Linked DNA regions of Gossypium hirsutum: region 2 is linked to region 1. The links are chromatin contacts, called in public Hi-C maps. All regions are on one chromosome and are shown on one strand. The core of a region is the stretch at or near the end of the contact, and the rest is flanking DNA. Distances in the headings are between cores, read along the strand shown.

Region 1 (3,882 bases), core at 914-3,413:
AAACAGGAATATTGATTAAAATATTAATTTTTTAATAATATTACTGTAGCAACTCACGAGACAGTCCATGTATATTTCATGCTAACATAAAACTATTTATAAAATATTAAAACAACAAAAATTCAGAATTCAAATAAAAAATTTATAAAAAATTCATAATTTTTTTTAAAAAAAACATGGAGTATACGTAGCTTGTCATGCCTGTAATGTTTAAAAAACTAACATTTTACTTCTAAAAACAACTAACATTTTAATAAATATTTACGTACAAAAAAAATTCGGCTCTTTTTGAATGGTTAATGATCAAATTCGACTATTTTTAAAAGATTAAAAGTAAAATTTAACTAAAAAACCTAATTAGCAAAAAATTAAATTTACCATTATATATTTTTTAATTACTTTCTTTTTCTTTTTCATATTTATTGGTTAGTGGATCATGGTACACAATATTGTAAGATTGGAATGGAATTGTTAAAAATAAAATTAGAAAATTTAAATTTAAATTATTTTTCATCGAATGAACCTAAAATTCTCAATTTAACCAAATAATTTTAATGACCGAAATTCAATTTAATTTACACGCAATTTATCATTAATTAAATTTGTTTGCATTTACATTACACATTCTAAATATTAGAGGGCAAATTATACAAATGATCATTTAATTATATTCACATCTAATTTTAAAAATTTTTAATTTTAACACCAATGTATGAATTCGTTCCTGTTTTGATCACCCGCCATTAAATTGATTACGTAACGTCTTTTTCTAACTAATACAATAACACATTTAGTCATCAATACTTTCATATTCTATCGATTTGATCTTAACTCTAAATAATTCAATAAATTTAATCCTTCACATTTACAAATTTTATCAATTTGATTCTCAAACTTCCTAACCAAAGTTTTCAACTTTTAAAATACAGGTACTCCACATCTATTAATTGTGTTATTTATGGTTGAAATTATCTAATTCTATACATAACCCTTTTATTTTATATTTTTAAGAAGTTAGTGTTAGAAATTAACTAAACACCATTAAAAATAATAGAAAATATAAATTTTAGAATTATAATATATACTAATAATATATAAATAATTTAATATTTTTGAAAGTAATTCTTCACCCTGACTAGCATAATTTTAGTTTTTAATTAATTTAGTAAATAATTTGACACTAAATTAGATTAATAGTTATACACATTGCTTATTGTGGATTTAAAAATTAAAAGCAAATAATTAAAAATAAATAGAACAAATAGTAATCTCTTAATCAATTTATAAAATAAAAAAATCATTATCAATGTAACAAATGGACATTCAATTAATTCTTTTACATTTTTTTCTTGTGAAAAATTAAATGTTCATAATTTTTCTTATATAATTATTGATTGAACAACTGGATTTTTTCATGACATATTTTTTAAGCCTTAATTTCCAATTTGAAGAACCAACTTCGAGGACTATTTCTAAGTATCTTGATGGGAATATCATACTGTTATCAAGAGTAAATCTAAATTATTTTTTAAAAGGTTTTTCCATTTTCTTTTGTCAAAATTTTGTGAATCAAAGTGTTATAAAATATTATATTTAGAAGAAGACTAATGAGAAAAAGAAAAGCCAATAAAGTTTCAAGATAAACTCATTGTATCAAGAATTGACTTGGCAAATGACTCGTTAGTTTCTTTTCTTTTTTTGCGTTTTACAAATTTACAGATGTGGAATGTCTCTATTTAAAAACTTGAAAGCTTTGAGTAGAAAGTCCGAGGATTAAATTATAGAATTTGTAAATGTGAAGGGTTAAATTTATTGAATTATTTGGAAGTAGTATCTAATTGATAGAATATGTAAGTATTGAAGACTAAATATATTATTCTACTAGTTAAAAAAATGCTTTCAATTAACCGCGAGTGACTAAAACAGAAATAAATTCAAATATTAGTATCTAAATTGAAAAGTTTTAAGATTAGATGGGAACACAAACATAATTGGGATGCGTGGATAATTTTAATTCATGTTAGAAAATTATTCGAATTATGAACGTTACAAAAGCCGAGCTCAAAACACAAGAAGCCAAGCTGAGCCGAGCCGACCCGAAAAGTAGACCCTTCAAGTTGTCGGTGGTTCACTGAAAGCGTCGGCTGTAACTGTAAGCGAGCTGATTTAAAAAGGAAAAGGAAAAATTAGAACAGAGAGAAAAAGTAGAAGAACAAATATAAAATATGTATATATAGGAGTATTTATCTTTTCATCATTTCTCTAGTTATTGTTTTTCTCATATCAAATCAAGAATTGATTAATTGTTCTCTCTTTAAAGGTTTGCTTCTCTACATCTCTTTTTTTAATTCTTTGCATCGAGTTTTGATTCTTTAATTCTTTATTTAATTCTTTAATTTAGTGGAAAACAATTCATTTCAGTTTTCTGTTTTCTCTCCTAATGAAAAGAAAAAATCAGAGTGTTGGAAATGTGATTCATTTCTCGATTCGTTTTCTTTCGTTTTAGTTTACTAGTATTAGCTGCATTGGATTTTTGCTCTTTCGAGATACACTTATTGTTGAATTATGATGATTTATGCTTGATCTGGATTTGATTGATAGATTTCTCATTTAATTTATTTCGGTTACTGTTTGGCAGGATATTTTAATGTTTTGACGACGCGTAGTGGCTGAATCTGGAGAGGGGCTAAGTTTTTTCTTAGATTCAGCGAATCTTGCACTAAAGAAGCAAAGCTGGCAGCGACACTCGCTTGGCGGTTTGCTGCTAACAATAGCAGCGGCCTTGCTGCTAATGATATGGTATGTTTCTAGTTTTTAGACTTCAGTCTTTGGATAATTTAGCATTAAGGGTATGGATTGTGAATTTATGATATTTTCCAATTATGAAGTTTAGGTGGTCTTTTTTCTACTGTATTTAGATCTCATTTTGCAATCATTGGTAATAAATAAATGCATCCTTTTAGTAGATAATTTGTTTCTTTAAGCTGGGAAAACAGTGTATCTGGCGGCGATCATTTGGAAATGCAATTCAATAGTAATAAAATCTGAAAAAAATTTGAATGATGAGACCCCAAAATTTTATTGTAATGTGTTGGTTGAATGCCTTTTTCTCTTTTTGGAAATATATTTATACTGATATTTAAGATCTGATGTTCGAACATGCTAGCTTGGATTAATGCTGTCTGTTGGCTCCATTTCTTTTAAAGTTTCCCTTTTCCATAGAGATCAGTTTAGAGATATATGCTTAGTGATGCTTCTGTCGCTGTATTCTCTGATTTTCTCCAACTACCATATGGTAGGTAATTGGTATTATTGGAGTCTCCAAGACCACAAACTCCCCCCTCCCCCTTCTCTTTGACCCACTCATCTCTGAAAAAGAAAAAAAATGGGGAAATGAAATACTAAATGTATATGTCAACTTCATCTAACCCCTGGAATTATCATCAGGGATGTGAGTTACCTAAATACCCTTGGATCTGATTTCTCCAATGCTTTTCTTGTATATGTTCTCTATATCTTGTTGTAGCTTCTTATGGTCATCGTATATTATGTTTTTTTCTTTCACATGGCTAGTTCAATGTGGCGAATGTCTAGTTGTAAGCATTTTACATCATTACATTCCTATGTCTATGGTTGCAGGAAAAAAATGGGGATGCCAAACTTCAAGATTCGGAGCTCCCAACTCCACATTCAGTTATGAAAATGGGTTTGAGGTTGGTTTATGCTTTATTATTTGTAAATATTGTGCAAGGATAGGAGGAACATTGCAGCATGAAGAACCGAGCATATGTGATTAAGTAATTCTTTGCTTGGAGTCGTTTACTAAATTTGGAACAGACTAAATTTTCTGTACAAAAACAGCATAAAGTTTCTCCTTTTTGG
Region 2 (3,882 bases), core at 945-3,444, 300 kb after region 1:
ACCATCGAAACCAATATTCTCGCTATCATCCCCATCTAAGTTTATCCCTAATATAGGATCTATTTTCAATCTTGATCCCTATCTCCCTCTACTCGCGGGTACCCTTCCCATACTAACCCCATTCGACTCCATTTCAACATATTCTCTTAACCAAACACTATTCATAGTCGCCGCTCTCCTTGACTATGCTCGTAGAGATAGATTCCACCTCATTTCTACCACATCTTCTTCTCTTGACATTCTTATTTGGCAGAATGAGTCGTTATGTCCTAATCGTCCATAAAAAAAAGAGAGTCAAACGCTCATATTTAAACGTCACATAGGTGCAAATACCCTTCACACTTATAATTCATTTTCTTCGTTTCAATGGCCTTCTCACATCCAACAATACACGAATCCACATGAAATTACTTTTGTGTCATACTCCAAAAATTTTCATGCAAAATCTCAAAGTTGTTTTGCCATAGCCTCAGAAAACAAACCTAATGGCAAATCATGCACTTGAATCCAAAAAGTAGAAAATCGTATTGGCACCTTAATCGGATCTTCCCCCACCTCCAACCTGTGGAAAACCAATAAATTATTATTGAAAGTCCAAGGTGCCTCATTGACCACCTGATCCAGATCCATCTTATGAAAAAAACTTAAATAAAAACCTTTTCTCCCCTAGATCTGAGATCTGAACACCTTTCACTAGATATCATAAATTTGCTAAAGTGCTTTTCATAGTAGGAAAATGAATGATACTTGTTGTAAGGAAACAACCCACCAAACACAAATTGTGCGTTACTTGTTCAGGACCAACATCACTGCGAACCACTAAAGTTTCATCCTATTCATCTTCTAATGACAAATTTGCTAGTTCGTTCTCTATCCCCCTTTCTAAATCTGATTCTCAAAAAAACCCCTGGCACTTCCCAAGCCGCGGCCTTCAGAAAAACCATAAAAAAAGAAAAAAAAAGAAAAAAAAACAACAAAAAACCAGCAAAACAAAGAGACTTACATGTGCTAGAATAGCAGACAAAAGCGTGATTTTAAATCAAATATTAGATTGAAAACTAATACTAACAGTTAGAATTGACTAAAAAATTGATTCAACTAGATTTTTTTCATTTTACATTTTTTAATCAAATTGATAAATTAGTAATTCCACCGGTGGTGATTAAGGGCCAATTCTTCATTGTTTAAAAAAAACACTTTTGACTCCAAAAGCACTTTTGGAAGAAAAGCTGTGCAGAACAAGCTGTTTTTGGCTGAAATTTTTAACTTTTCAAAAGCACTTATGAAAATGAGAAGCTAAAAATTTTAGTTTTTCCCCTCCCAAAAATACTTTTGGTGCTTAATTACTTTTTCACCCCTCGAATAACATAGTACTTTCCTTTTTCTCTTGGTGCTTAATTACAAATGTGTTAAAATTATTAATTAAAAATAAAAAAATATTTTTTTAAAATACTAATTACAAATATTTAATGGTTATATTTAAATATTTAAAATGTAGTTTATATATTCTAATTAAATTTTATAAATAATTAATATTTATTACTTAAAATATTTAAAATTTATATTTCATATATTAAAATATTAACAACAAGTTATAATAATTTTTTTATATTCTTACTAAAATATAATAATATTAACTAATTTAAATATTATTTAAATACATATTTATTAATTGATAATAACATGTCTAAAATATATATTTTATTTTTTAAAAATACTTTTTAACAGTAATACTAAATAATCAAATTTTAAACTAAATTTTTTAAAAGCATTTATCAAAAACACGTTTTTACAATACTTTTTAAAAATATTGCTAAAATAACACTAAAAAAACATTGAGTAAAATATTCTGAGTTAATAAATTGTAGCAGGGGGAAGACGTAAAGGAAAAACAGGAAAAGAAGGCAGGGCAAGCAGGCAGCTAAGTGAAGGTAACGGTTGAAAGTGAAGGACAGGAATCAGCACGCCGTCTCCTCGTCTCTAAACCCCACAAACGTAACGGACCCCACGTGTCAGACTATTACAACCTCCCCCAATCAAACCCGTCTTTCCTTTTCTTCTTTTCTCTGACACGTCAACCTACTACCTTTTTTTTCCTGCTCACCACTGGACCCCACCTACATATACTCCTTAATTAATTAATCCCACTTTATTATTTTTTAACACTTCCTGCTTACTATTTATTACTCGGATCCAAAAATTTATCCCAACAGCAACGCTCTCCACTCTCTTTACTCCCTCTAACCCTATGCGCACTGCGCACCCTTCTTCTCCTTTTTCGAAACCAAAAAAATCCTCAAAGAAAGGAGAGAGAAATCCCTACCCATTTTCCGGCTTTGATTTCCATACGCATTTCTATTTTCTATTTTTTGTGAAAAAAAGCTTAGATCTTTGTCAATGGAGACGACGCGATCTTTGCTTCTGATTTTAGTGTCCTTTCTGGCCTTCTCCTCCTCCCATGTTACGGCGGACTTTACTTACTCTTCCAGGCTCATTCATAGGTTCTCCGATAAGGCGAAGCTGCTTAGGGTTCTCAGGAACGACGGCGGAGTTCGGTGGCCGGAGATGAAGAATTTGGAGTACTATGAGTTGCTTGTCAACAGCGATTTTCAGCGGCAGAAGATGAAGCTTGGGACTAAGTACAATCTTGTTTTCCCTTCTCAAGGGAGTAAGACGACGTCGTTCGGAAATGACTTCGGATGGTATCCCCCCCCCAATTAAAAAAAAAGAATCTTATTTGAACTATGTTGTTGACCGATATTTGACTAATAGTGTAGCTCAATTTTCTCCAGTTTCCTTTTTTTTTAAAAAAAATCCCCATTATATTTTCTTTTAAAAGGTATTCGACTTTCTTTGAAGGAAAGTCTTCCACTTTTTGTTGCTTGATTTTTCTTTTTTGTTGATGGACAATGATTGCTTCGTACAATGCAAGTTGCCGGGCTTAAAAAAAATTGCAATTTTATGTGCAAATGTTTATATTTCCTTGTAAATGAATTTCTAGGTTCTTAGCTAATGGCATGGAAATTACTGCAACGAGTGCGAAAATATTTACTTATAAAATGCTCTTAGGGTACTTTTTACAGCATTTTCCAATACCAATAGAGATGTATTATAGAAGTGGAATAAGTTAGGGTTAGGTTTTCTAGAACCAGTAATGGAAAGATGGAACCTTAGAAAATGGAGAATTTTGAAGTTTGAACAGCCCCCCCCCCCCAATTCATGAAAAACCCGTATGGAGAATGTGACATATTGGTGATTTTAAGCTGTATATGACTCTATAATCCAAAAATAAAATCTTTGTAAATATCAACTGAGGGTTTATTCTCTGCTGTTTATTTGATTATTTAACAAACTCAATTTTGAAATTTTAGGTTACACTACACCTGGATTGATATAGGGACACCGAATGTTTCATTTCTTGTTGCGTTGGATGTGGGAAGCGATCTACTTTGGGTTCCATGCGATTGTGTGCAATGTGCTCCACTGTCAGCCAGTTACTATAGTAGTCTGGTAGGCCGGCTTTCTATGATTATGTTGTTAAACACTCTAGGTGTATTATTTACTTTCATGATCATTCTTACTTTTTTTTTTTTGAAGGTTTGACCCTTTTAGTTGTTATGCTTTTTGTGGCATATTTACATTGTTCATGATGCTTGTTTGGTAACTATGTAACATGAATCCTTCAACGAGGCTGCTGTTTACTGTTAATAATGGAGCCAACTTATTCATTGCTTTGGAAAAAAGGGAAAAAAATAACAGATGATTACACATGAAATAAACAGTGATAAAACTTTTACCTTGTTAGATACTCTACTCCTTACATTTCATACACTATGTTAAGCAAAAACATCAAATGGAGTTCATTACATAAAATATGTACAA

Evidence for each region. Hi-C and Micro-C count contacts between places; a contact is called where the count stands out from the background.
Region 2: a contact with region 1 is called in a Hi-C map of leaf, with 2.5 times the contacts expected there. The contact joins the promoter of LOC107945498 here to the promoter of LOC107945523 in region 1. A contact is called at or near these places in 8 of 34 Hi-C or Micro-C datasets (fibers, hypocotyl, leaf and 2 more).

What each region holds. Positions count from the first base shown.
Region 1 is chrD12:35,261,307-35,265,188 of Gossypium_hirsutum_v2.1, forward strand. LOC107945523 (protein CELLULOSE SYNTHASE INTERACTIVE 1) reads left to right here and starts at 2,164. Exons shown (of 8, transcript XM_016879575.2): 1 at 2,164-2,320; 2 at 2,639-2,799; 3 at 3,640-3,713. The coding sequence starts at 2,797.
Region 2 is chrD12:35,558,184-35,562,065 of Gossypium_hirsutum_v2.1, forward strand. LOC107945498 (aspartic proteinase-like protein 1) reads left to right here and starts at 2,195. Exons shown (of 10, transcript XM_016879533.2): 1 at 2,195-2,702; 2 at 3,372-3,510. The coding sequence starts at 2,398.